Regions from separate parts of the Zea mays genome. Here regions 1 and 2 are each linked to region 3. Evidence: chromatin contacts called from public Hi-C data. All regions are on one chromosome and are shown on one strand. Each heading gives the region's core, a stretch centred on a gene start, on an enhancer-like site or on the middle of the called end of the contact. The rest is flanking DNA. Distances are from core to core; before and after follow the strand shown. Region 1 holds the start of LOC100381412. Region 2 has its middle 89 kb from the start of LOC103629276. Region 3 holds the start of LOC103629278.

The links. Hi-C and Micro-C count contacts between places; a contact is called where the count stands out from the background.
Region 1: a contact with region 3 is called in a Hi-C map of ear, with 3 times the contacts expected there. The contact joins the promoter of LOC100381412 here to the promoter of LOC103629278 in region 3. A contact is called at or near these places in 3 of 25 Hi-C or Micro-C datasets (ear, leaf and tassel).
Region 2: a contact with region 3 is called in a Hi-C map of ear, with 2.6 times the contacts expected there. The contact joins the enhancer-like site here to the promoter of LOC103629278 in region 3. A contact is called at or near these places in 2 of 25 Hi-C or Micro-C datasets (ear and tassel).

The regions. Positions count from the first base shown.
Region 1 is chr6:49,519,151-49,523,425 of Zm-B73-REFERENCE-NAM-5.0, forward strand. It overlaps LOC100381412, which reads left to right and starts at 2,090. Exons shown (of 5, transcript NM_001361425.1): 1 at 2,090-2,722.
Region 2 is chr6:49,380,083-49,384,247 of Zm-B73-REFERENCE-NAM-5.0, forward strand. No RefSeq gene overlaps it. Among protein-coding and RNA genes, the nearest start is that of LOC103629276, 89 kb to the left of the region's middle. Within about 2 kb of position 2,474, at least 17 of the 20 cell types and tissues checked have an H3K27ac peak or open chromatin away from gene starts, as enhancers often do. A contact at or near this core is called in ear and tassel, where this site is marked.
Region 3 is chr6:50,066,972-50,070,832 of Zm-B73-REFERENCE-NAM-5.0, forward strand. LOC103629278 reads left to right here and starts at 1,598. Exons shown (of 16, transcript XM_008650455.3): 1 at 1,598-2,201; 2 at 2,307-2,520; 3 at 3,154-3,455. The coding sequence starts at 1,966.

The DNA of each region.
Region 1 (4,275 bases), core at 840-3,339, 550 kb before region 3:
ACGTATTTTAGTTAAAAAATAACTAGCGGACGATAAATATTCAAGAACGTATGTAGTACTAGCTTAAGCCAAACGTTAATTTATCCTCTGTTAATGCTACTCTGTTAATGCTCTGTGAAGAAAGACATTTTTAGTACACTAAAGGACGAAGTGATCTCTTACAGCTTACGCTTCGGATTAAAGCCGGTTGTTTGGACTGCTGCAGCTATAATCTATAAAGATAAAAACACTGTAGAAACAATATGCATCATCAAGCGCTTTTACCATCCACCAAGTTGGAGTGTATGGAAATGGTATCCTAACTAAGCTTTCTCCTCTAGTTAGTTTTACCATTTACAATACATTGTTGTTCAGTGCAAAGTCAACATTATACTCCCTCTATCCCAAATTAAGTTCGTTTTATTTTTCTAATGGATTTGTGCGATATTTAGTATGTGTTCTATATATATGTCTAGATTCATCATTATCCAGTTGAATATATACAACTTGCGTGCACTAAATAAACATCAGTTTCACTAAGAATGAGAAATTTGCATACATTCCATGCTGAAGTGTATTTTTTACCACCAAGTTAGTAAATGGCATGTTGTGGGGGTATGGTCCCACATGTCATGTGACTCATATTGAGAGGTGGTACGAAGATATCCCATCAAAATGCATCTTACATGGGTAATGCACATTGGGATCCGGGAATGTGGCTGTGTGTAGTGTAGTACTACTAAACCTTAATTATTTGATTAGATTAGATGTCATGTCATTACATTACTTGTGTTGCAATTAGTACAGAACTACTTCACTGTCATATCATCATTCAACTAATTGTGTCAATATGCACTCAATATGTCGGCACCACCATCAACTCTAAATGACCAATTATGATAGCATTCTATCAAGCAACTGTTCAATGGATGGGAGTAGTTTGTGCACTGGGCAGCAGAAAACAAATCATGCCAATGTTTATATTAATTATGTGAAAAAACCTGAAAAAAGGCTAACATAAGAAATATTTCCTTGTTGCCTAGTTTATGCTTGCAAACATTCGCCTTTTTTATGCAGGGAGACAAAATGCATCATGAGTAAGATTCATTGCAAGCTCCAGTAAGGAGAAGTTATTTGATATCCACTGTTGAGATCACGAGATGTTCTGTTGTGGTATACTATGCAGACATGCTTCTATGTCAAGTTTGGCAAGGAGTACTATACACTCCAGTTGGTGAAAGTTTCTTGCTCTGCATTTCCAACCTAGAATCCTGTAATCTGTTAACCTGTCTCCCAACTTGATCTTCTCAAAAGCAGCACCACCTCGTCAGATAGCTAATTAAGCATTTGTTAATCCTTCTATGTTTCAACAAAATTATCCAATCACTAACTCCTGCTGCTAGCTAGTAGTACATGGCACTACCATTTCTTCTTTTCCCTTTCCAAATTCACATACTAAGAAGAGGCCGCTAGATCTTAGAGCATATCCCAGAGTTTTTCGAAAGCTCACTCTAAATTATTATATAGAGAATTATTTGTATAAAAATCATTTTCTATATATTTGAACTCTCTAAGAGTTTTTCGATATCTTATTTATAATCTACGTAGTCTAGTCGTTATTGTTTTCTATCCATTCTATCTTTGGCTAGCAAAAAATCAAGATTGTTATATTTAGATAACTAATTAAAAAATATATTTTATGATATTTTTTAATTAAAATCTCTATTTGTAGGCGATTAGATGGGATTCAGAGAGTCTCTTGGAGTTGATATTATCATTATTAGACTGACATCATGCCAAATACTAACAGTACAAATATGCAACAGTTTTCCAGAAGAAAGAAGCATATGTGTCTGCCTGTCACTCTGTCAGCGAGCGAGGAAGACCATCCATCCAGATCTGAGCAACAGTAATCAAACCCATGACCTAGTGCCCGTCGCAGGAATAAAATTCCATTTACAGGAGGAGCAAGTCGATCATAGCAACACCATAAAAAACGAATTGTTCCCCAAGACTAGCTGGCTACTTGTAAGAAGTCACAAGCCAGGCCAGCAGATACGGTCAAGCAAGCACTTAGAAAACAAGTTAAAGCCCAGTGAAGAGTCCAAAGCATGAGCACAAACAAGATGGGCGTGGGCATGGCCATGTGGGGAGATGAGTACAGACATCACCGCCGGGTGAGCCGGAGTGCCCGAAAAGAGAAAGAAAGCAGCAGGAACAGGGTGCCCTGTTCCAATCTCGCGAGATAAACTTTAACAGCTATTTTTTAGCTACTTTTAGCCATTTATAATCTAAACATGAGAGCTAATGGTGATAATTGAAACTAAACTTTAGCACTTCAATTCATATAGCTAAAGTTTAGCACGAAGCTAAAGTTTAGCTCATGAGATTGAAACGGGGCCTAATGGAAGAGGGGCCGTAGAGAGAGAGAGAGAGAGAGAGAGAGACGAGACGAGAGGGAAAGAACAAACAGGGGGAGCCCATCCGCCGTGATCAACAGCACAGAAGGTGAGAAAGCGAGAGAGGGAAGAGCCGAGCTGGCAAGCCCATTGATTCCATCCATCCTCGGTGCACGCCAGCCGGCGGCCTCCCAGTTTCCGGCGGCGCTCCGGCCGGCGGCGCTCCGGCCGGAGGCCGGGTGGATCCCATCTTGTAGGGAGTGCGGAAGCCGTCAGGGGCAGGAGAGCTCTTCCTGCCTTCGGCGCGTGGAGAGCTGACGCTTGGTCTCCACCAGGAGCTTGTGGTACGCGAATCTTTCTTGTTCCTGCGCAAAGTTTGGTTCTTTTCGCTGTTTTTCTGCGCATCCTACTAGTCAGTTGGTGCCGGCAGGCTCCTCGCATTTCTGGAAGAATCTACTTAGTAAATTTTCCGGATTTCTAGTCCCGGCGGTTCTGGTGTTGACGTTCCTTGGCAATTTGAGTAGGAAAGTTGCATATTGCAGCCACGCTGATACCGATTTGGTTTGCAACGTTGGGACGAAAGTTGCCTGAATTAAGTTCGGGTCTGCATTTCTCGGTCTTCACGACTGATTTTAGCTGTGATGGTACGCGAACCTTTCTCGTTCATGCGCAAAGTTTGGTTCTTTTTGGTGTTTTCTGCGCATCCTAGTCAGTTGGTGCTGGTAGGCTCCTTCTCGCATTTCTGGAAGAATCTAGTTTGTAGTTTTTCCGGATTTCTAGTCCCTGCGGTTTTGGTGTTGATGTTTCTTGGCAATTTGAGTAGGAAAGTTGCATACTGCAGCCACCCCTGATACCGATTTTGTTTGGTAACATTGGGACGAAAGTTGCCTGAATGCAGTTCGGGTCTGCATTTCTCGGTCTTCACCACTGATTTTAGCTGTGATGGTAATGTGCTGCTAAGCTACTTGGCTGAGGAATGTTTTCTCTGTTTGCAACATCTTGTTTTCTAGCTTGCACCAGGTGGTGTGAATTTACATGTCAATAGACGATGCCATCAGAAGTGCTCACACAGATAACCAGTGTGAAGCTGACGGTTGGCATGTTGCTACTCGCCCACACCCTCATGATTTTATTAGGCTGTCGTTGGTGTGTAGATTATGGTTCTCCTGGGGGTAATAAAAGGATGTAGTGGAGTATTTCAAGTTGCCAGCATAAATTCATCTGTTGGCATACGTTGTATGGTCATCTAAATTTTTATATACAAAAATGTGAAGAAGGAAAAAAAACTTGTCTGATGCCCATCAAGTCTGCTTACAAGGAGTGACTTCATTTAAATATCAGAGAAGCTATTTTCATCACGGTATAGGTGAAAAATTTAGCAGACTTATCCCTTTTACAAAAATCTTGTCCGCTTGTAGTTATGGTTTCTGTCCAGTAACTAGTGGTAATAGTTATACTTTCGGTGTTTTTTATTTGGCCAGTTTCGATGGAGTCATAGGCACTACCAGATTTATCTAATCAAAATGTAGAATTTAAATGTGGTCTGTTCATAATATGTTCTGGTATTGAATGGTGTGAGCCTGATCAACTCCTATCCAGAAGACCAGAATAATTGTTAATTGATTCTAAATCGATCTTTCAGTTTATATTTGATAATGGTTTTGGATTTCCCCCCTAAATATTGCTGGGAAAACTTGTTATCCTTATTTACACCCAATATAGTGCTGTAATCATCAAGTGCACATACCTTTCTGCCCTTTTTCTCTTGCATAAAGTTTTACCTGTTCTCTAATTTGCTCTTCTGCAGTGTTTTTATGCATATCTGTTAAATATGTGTATGTATTTGTCATGTCCACTTTGTTCTAGCACCTTTATCATCAACTCGGCATTGTTGCAC
Region 2 (4,165 bases), core at 1,224-3,723, 690 kb before region 3:
CGCTCCCTTCCTGGTATTTACCATCTAGGTTAGAGACATAGGGTAAGATAGATTTGTAGATAAGATAAATAAGTAGGAAACACCCTACTTTTAGGTCACGATCTTTTGGGTCACAATAGCTTAGTAGATTAAAGTGTCACCTACCTAATACTAATACATTACCCTATGGTGGTACATGCTAGGATGCCCTAGTATACTATTTCACTCAATCAAAGAAGCAAATCAAGCAATTAACATAAGAACAAACATTCAAGCACTTAAATATCTACAAAATTATATTTTTTCTTTCTTTTTGTGTAGATCTCCTATCTCTTCAAGGATTCATAGATATGTGATTCCAAGGTGTGGAATCCCTTCGGTCCTTCTAGAGTAAAAAAAAGGTGAGAGTAGTTAGAGTAGAACAGCCAAAAGGTGAGACAATATCAAGAAAAGTATAGAAAGAATCAGAGTAAAGGTAAGTAGGTAAGGGTTTTGTCCAATTCTATCTAAGTTTCGTCCTACAGTCAACATCCCTCTGATACCACTTCTGTCACGTCCGGATTTAAGGGGCAAACCCGGGTGTGTCTCATATGTGCGCCAAAGAGGATCAACACATATAATGACTCAGTGTATAGAGACAAATGTCACAATCTTTATTACATCACTAAATGTCTTACAAAATAACTGATAATGAATAAAATGAACTAATATCATTATTATTCTCGATGCCATCACGCTGACTGGGAGAAGACACCTAGACCTCGTCGAAATCGTCATAATACTCCTCCTCGAGGGGCACCTGCTCTTCACCTATGGGGGGAGTTTTATTGCAAGAGTGAGCTCACAAAAGTTCATCGCTCAACAAGTGTGGGGAATAATGTGAATGAGCTCACTTATGGAGGGGGCTCATGTATAGTGTAAGGCTGATCAACAAATAATGGTTATAGCTGAGCATTGCTTGTAATAAAGTGGTCAAATTTTAATAGCAATTACTAGGTACAAGTGTATACTAGCCCAATAAAATAAGAGATCATTAAGTATAATAAAACCCACAATGCAATGCAAATAAATGACATATTACGTTTAATTCTATAAGTTAATCATGCGAGAGTCCTGCGTTGCTCTTGACCGTGAGAACAACTGATATACCAGTTTTACACTCTGCAAAGGTTGCATATCATTACCCACAAGACGTGTTCCCTTTGTCACCTCAGGTTGATCAGATCCTTAAACACTGCCGAGGTGAGTAGGCGAGGGTACACTGCGAGGCTTTTACAAATTTCCACTAGAGGAGAGAACCCGCTACAGTTTCTGTGCCGAAAGCGATATAGGAATACCTCGTCCAAAAATCTAAAAAGATAGTTTGACCCGGGGACCTCCCTACACCTGCATCCTCCACCCTACTTGCCCCTTTCGGGAAAGGATTAACTCACACTAGCTTTCCTAATTAGTCAGCTAAGGGGGTCCGATTCCACCATTATGGTAGCACGGTTATCCCATGTTAAGCTCCATGTTCTAGTTAACACCATAATCTTATCATGAACATTAAATAATTAAATAACAATAGTAAAGCATGATCATGAATCATCTGTATCTTAACACCCAAAACCACATAGAGCAATAGCAAATACTACACAAAAGTTCAGTGGTTAGAAAGGTGTAAAGTAAATCAAACTAGGGTGATCTATTAGGTCCCATCAAGTTAACATGAGCCTAACATGGTAATTAAGAAGAACATTATTGGATAAAGAAGAGTGATCAAGGGCACAACTTGGCGTCAACAAGCTGCTACTCAGTATTTTCCACCTGCTATGCTCCGAGCTCCTCGGTCACTTCTTGTCTACTCACAACAATACATACAAGCAATGTGCATAGGAGAAATTAACATCACACCAAACATGAGAACAAATTGTGTAATAATGTCTTACGCGTCTCTACGAGATCGTAGGTTCGAGAACGGCTAAATTCAGAGTTAAAATGAATAAGATATGGTTTTCGAAAGATTTGGGTGTTTAGGCAAATTGTTTTGATATCCATGGATTCACAAATTATGCGTAACAAGGTAAAATAAGGTTACTAAAGTGTAGACAATATTAATATGAGACCAACACAACTGGAACAAGTTAAATTGGAGTTAAAACGACGAAGTTATTGATTTTCTGATGTTCTAGAATTATTTTTATAATATAAATGATTATCAACCCTATTTACTTATTTCTTTTATCTGGAAACGGACGGCGGTGTAGAGTCCTAGGAAACCTAGGGGTTGGTTTACAAAAATCTAGAGACCTCTAATAACTGATCCTTACAGAACCTGGACGCCGGGTTGATTATCGATAAGTCTAGGGACTCATTAGCAAGTGTTACGCGATCGAAGGGGTACGCACTACGCAGATTTGAGAGCCGGCCGATAAAAATTACATGACCCAGATTAGATCCTCAATTTTGTAGAACCGGTACTCACTCATGACCCTCCGATCCAAGATCCATGGTCATGGTTTAACGAAGTACGACTTAAGCCTAATCCGTCCGATCCCGATCGGACGTTCCTCGCCTTCCCCCATCTAATCTGACTCATTGGTTATTAGATCAACGGTCCCGTGCTCCTTTTCGCTTGGTAAACACCCATGCAGCCGCACCGCTTGCTACCCACGGCGGCGACATCGTCGGACCTTGCCACACTCGCTGGTGGTCGCTAAAACTTTGATTCGGCAGGTGTTACACGTAGTGAAGGCGAAGGAGAACAAAACGAGGCCCTAACTAGCAATGGGCACGCAACAGGTGGTGTCCACGCCGCCCCACGGATCCGTGACCCCGACCCGACTCCGGCGAGCGATTAACGACATTGATACGGTCTAACCCGACCAATGCCGATGAGAACAAAGGCAACAACGAGGCAAACTCAGGCTGAGGGCGTTATCAGTACCTGGGCTTGCGGAGGCGCTTGGCCACGGCGTGGCGCAGATCCTAAGGCGGTGGCATCCTCCGGCGAGGAATTACACAGAGCTCCGAGGTCCCCAATGCTCGCAGATACCTCGCACAGGTACCACGGGACTTGGCAGTCTTCCTGGCTTATTCGTAGAGGGAGCGACAACGACGGTGGTGAATCTCCACGGCGGCCGCCCTTCCCTCTCTTCTATGCTCGCGACAAGCATTCACGGTGGGGTGGATTCAGGTGAGAGCATAAGCACGGGGTCTGGGGACCCTTCCCATGGTCACGAAGCTCGGGTCAGCCAGTTGGCCCACACATATCGTTGGGCGGTTTCAACCAACCGACCGCGGCGGTAGCCCGGGTGAGAAGATAAACAGTGGCCATGGCCCACCGCCCACATGCCAATGAGCTGGTGCTTGATAATGCGAAGCGCGAGTGGGAGGCTGACACCTAGGGCCCGCACATAGTGTCTGCTGAGGAGGGGAAAATTGTCCCACATGTAATATTAGTGAAAGAAGCATTCATAGTAAGGGCATGTACAGTGAAGAGACATCAAAATGGTTGTCCAAGCACAAGAGACACCTAAGAGACTCTATTATATAATGTAGTGTCTATAAATGTAGTCTGTTAATAAATACAGAATTAAATGCATTTGTACAGCATCAGATCGATAGAACAGACGACAAATTCGTACAGTGGGAAGTGATGCGTCTGTTGCTACTTGTTTACGAGCCAGAGGCGTCTCTTCACGGAGAGACGGCTCTAAGATTTTTTTTGCAAATATCCCCTTAAAACACCTTAAGAGCCTCCACATTAAACACCACTGTACATGCCCTAATTAAATAGAAGAACTCCCTACTATTATAATTCAAAATTTTATAAGTCAATTTTAAATCTGAGTCATTAACTCCCATTATTACTTTGTTATTTGTATATTAATTTGAAAAATATATGTTTCTTAATAAATCATGTACTAGTATCAATTCCTCTATCATTCCATAAGTAGCACAAAAGAGCTTCCTGATCTCCTAAAACATATTTTAGTGTTTAAAGTGGCATGGCTGGCCACGACGACGTGCGGTTTTGCAGCGGAGCTCCAACGACTGCGAGGAATTCCGCACCTCCTAGTCCATCACATCGCTCCACTAGGTCTTACATACGTTGGGCACCGACTAGCGAAGCGCCTGAGCGATGACACAGGCGCAGACCTACAGCGGTGGCGCCCCTGCTCCGTCAAGCAATTAGCGGGCCACC
Region 3 (3,861 bases), core at 348-2,847:
TTCGTGACGTACTCATCGCTCTAGGGGCTGATATTTCACATAAGGGCGATTGGACAAAAATTCATTTTGTTCTTGGAGCATTTGAGTCCTTTGAGTTTGTTTTCTTTTCACAATTAATGTTTGTTATTCTTGGATACACAAATGAATTATCTGAGTGTTTGCAAAGAAGGGAGCAAGATATCATCAATGCAATCTCACTTGTTAATGTGGCAAAGAGCAGAATGCAAGAATTGAGGTCTAATGGTTGGGATCAATTCCTACAAAGTGTTACTTTGTTTTGCAATCAATATGGCGTCCAAGTTCCTGCTATGGAGGATAATTACGTGCCTTATGGAAAATCAGCACGATACACTCGAAACCAAACAAATGATGATCACTTCAGAAGTGAAATATATATTGGTGTCATTGATCAAATTAGTCAAGAGCTTGATAACCGGTTCGATGAGGTCAATATGGAGTTGCTTTCTTGTATGTCAGCCTTAGATCCTTCTGATTTATTTGCTTCCTTTGATGCGCAGAAGATACGAAGACTAGCTGAATTTTACCCTAATGACATATTTGGGAATGATTTGCTGAAACTTGAGTTGCAGCTTAATAATTATATTGATGCAATGAGGCAAGATGATAACTTCAAAGGCCTTCATTGCCTTGTTGACATATCAGTTAAGCTTGTTGAAAAAAGAGGCATATCGTGTTCAATATGGTTTTCTTGCTTCTCAAATTGATATTACTTCTGCCGGTGGTAACAACAAGTGTTGAGAGGGCATTTTCTGCAATGTCTTTGGTCAAAACTAAGTTAAGAAATAAGATGGGTGATAGTCTTTTGGACGATTGTCTAGTCACATTCATCGAACGAGATCTTTTCTTCAAAGGCGATGAAGATGATATAATTGAGACCTTTATGGCTTTTAGAAAGCGCCGTCCAAACAAATAGTATGGTAATTATCTTTCAAACATTGTTTCTTGCAAATTTCGTATTTCATATGTTTGGGCTCTAGTGTAATCTAGTTCAAAATTTCCTGTTAATTATTAAGTTTTATGATGCATCATTTTGTTTTTATCTTTGTTTTCAAATTTTATGGTGCATTTTAAGATATTTACTGAATTATATATGAGTTAGAATGAATAGTGTAATTATAATGGCATACTCTTGGCCAAAATTATAGGTCCGCCACTGGTTGGCGGCAATCAGCAGCAGGGCTGCACAGATGCAGGGTGTGGTCGGCAGCTGTGACTCTGTTCTCTCCGCTCTCGTCTCGCCGTCTCGGACCCAAGAACAGCCGTCTTTGGGAAGCCGAACGATCGGAAACGGAAGTTAGAACGACCGTCGGCCGAACGGGATGGTCGAGTGGGGTCCCCGGTGAGTCTGACTTAGGGTGTGCCAGAGCCCACCCGGACCGGTGGGTTCACTCTTGAACGAAGATGAACCTAAACACATATATAAATCACATAAAGTATTGTATGAAACTATTAATTAATTAAAACTAATTTTAACTCGGGGAATATGTTTTTATAACTTTTGATACTTATAACTTTTGATACTCTAACTATGTGTGATTACCGAGAAAACCAAGCAGCTGCAGCAGCATGGAGCTCCGAAACGAACACGGGAGAGAGGCATCAGGCACTATTAGGATTATTACCAAATTGGGCCAATCACAGGCTGCGTTGACCAATCTGGCGGCGAAAAGTAGACTCCAATTTCCCCTTTCCTCTTCCGTCTCGCTCATCTAATCGCCCTCCTCTTCTTCCCCTTTTTGCTTCCTCTCCACGAGCGCGCGAGCGCGACGACGTCAGCAACAACGCAGACTACCCCGCAGTCGCCGAGGGAGCAATTCCGCCCCCAATTGGCCGCCGGAACCCTTCTTCCTTCCCCTCCCACGGAGTCGCTGCCGCGCTCAGATAGCCCAGCCGAGCCGGCGACGACGAGGACAGGACCCTAGCCCTAATAATCCGGTCCCCCACATGGCGGGGACCTTCCGCGAGGGCGCGGGGCCGGGGGACGCCCATGCGCCCCCGCCCACGCCTACGCCGCCCCTCTCGCAGTTCCTCGCGCTGGATGCGCTCCCGTCCTGGGGCTCCGACCCCAAGCAGCCGCACTGGCGCCACCCCGAGCTCCGCCGGGCGCTCGCCTCCGACGACCAAGCCGACGAGCTCAGGCGGATCCGTGCCAGCGTCCAGGACTCCGCGGGCAAGGCCAAGTGCGTACCCTTCCCTTCCCCCTCCTCTGTCTTAATATCGCATTGCTGACGCTGACTGACTGACTGCTCAATTCCGTGCCCCCCTCCCCTTCCGGCTCCCCGCAGGGAGAAGGTCAGGTCGCTGCACGAGGCAATCCAGAAGCTCGACAAGTACAAGAACATTGTCACCCGCAAACGCCAGCGCGCCACAGAGGCGTCGGCCGCGCCCGACAAGCTGGGCCCTGCCGGCGCCTCCTCCTCCGGCGCGCTCAGGATGGGCGCACAGAACAACTCTGCTGTCCTTAGCAAGCGCGTGCGCTCGTCGCTCGCCGATGCCCGGGTTCGTGTGCTCCGACCCATGTGCCGGCCCACTCTTAGCCTCAGCTCACAGCATCTGCATCTCCTATTACTTTCCTTAGTTTGTTTTGTCCACAACCAAATGTTCATGGTTTCGTTAATGCCTAGTCTCTTATCAGATTCTGGAATCGGGATCACGGTTGTTGAAAAGGTTGTGCCTTTTCAGTCTTTGCAGCTCATTAAACCCAAGCAAATGTTGCTAGCTACTCATGTTCTTTTGTCGCGTATCGGTGCAAACCACCCTGTTCCCACCTCATTTTTCAATTAGTAAGAGCACACAGGACAAGTGTAGGAAAATCGTGATCCTGGTTGAATTTTCCGCACTCAACTCATATAGCCTTTTCTTCTCACCCTCATGTCATTCGCAATCCTCAGTACCTAGTCTTACTGTTCTTGGATTTGGAAACTACTACAACTCTGGTTGACCTAGTCTCAATGCTACTTCACCTTCAAATAGATAACCTTCTAATTAATGTGCTTCATGCATGATGTGTTCTTCCTAACTCAACTTCGATCACAAATAGTACCATGATAACGGTTCCACATTTATTATGAATTTCCTGTGTCACCATTTCTTGACTTAAAAACTTGGTTCTGTTGTTTATACATGTTTCAGGTGGAAGGGCGTGGTAGTGTTCCTACAAGGCAAGGCCCTTTGATTAGTACTGAGAAAAATTCACCTCTAGAGAAGGAAAAGAGCAGCGCAAGAATATCTGCTACAGTTTCTGGCCTTTCTGATGACAAATTGCGGGGTCTATCTACTGGCAGTGAAGGGTGGGAAAAAAAGATGAAGCGTAAGCGCTCTGTTGGAACAATGCTCAGCAGAGGCAGTGATGTGGATCGAGATGTCAAATCCGCGGGCCAGCATAGACCAGCCAATGAAGTACGCCCACGGTCTAGTGATGGCCTTGGGTATAGGTAAAAAACTTGTCCTTGCCATTAATTTTTGTTCCTTGGGTTAAACTTAGCTAATTTCTGGTTTCCAACTCCCTGAAATGATTGTCTGATTCATCATCATGCTGAACTAAAACATGTAATCTTGCGAAAAACTAAACACTGATAAGATATATGTGGTATGTTCACAAATTGATATCATCTGATACCATGAAATACAGATACAAGGGTCCAACATATCGAGTAGAATGATACTACTGTATACATGCATCATCAGAAAGGTGGTGTTTGGCAGCTTGTGTTTCTAGCTCTTGCTTGGACTATTCTTTGATCAACACGTCTTTTTTGTCATTTGCAACCTGAATCTGCTTCCAGCACTATATTTGGAGATCTTCTTTGCCTGGGTATCCATGTTAGAGCTCATCTTTCT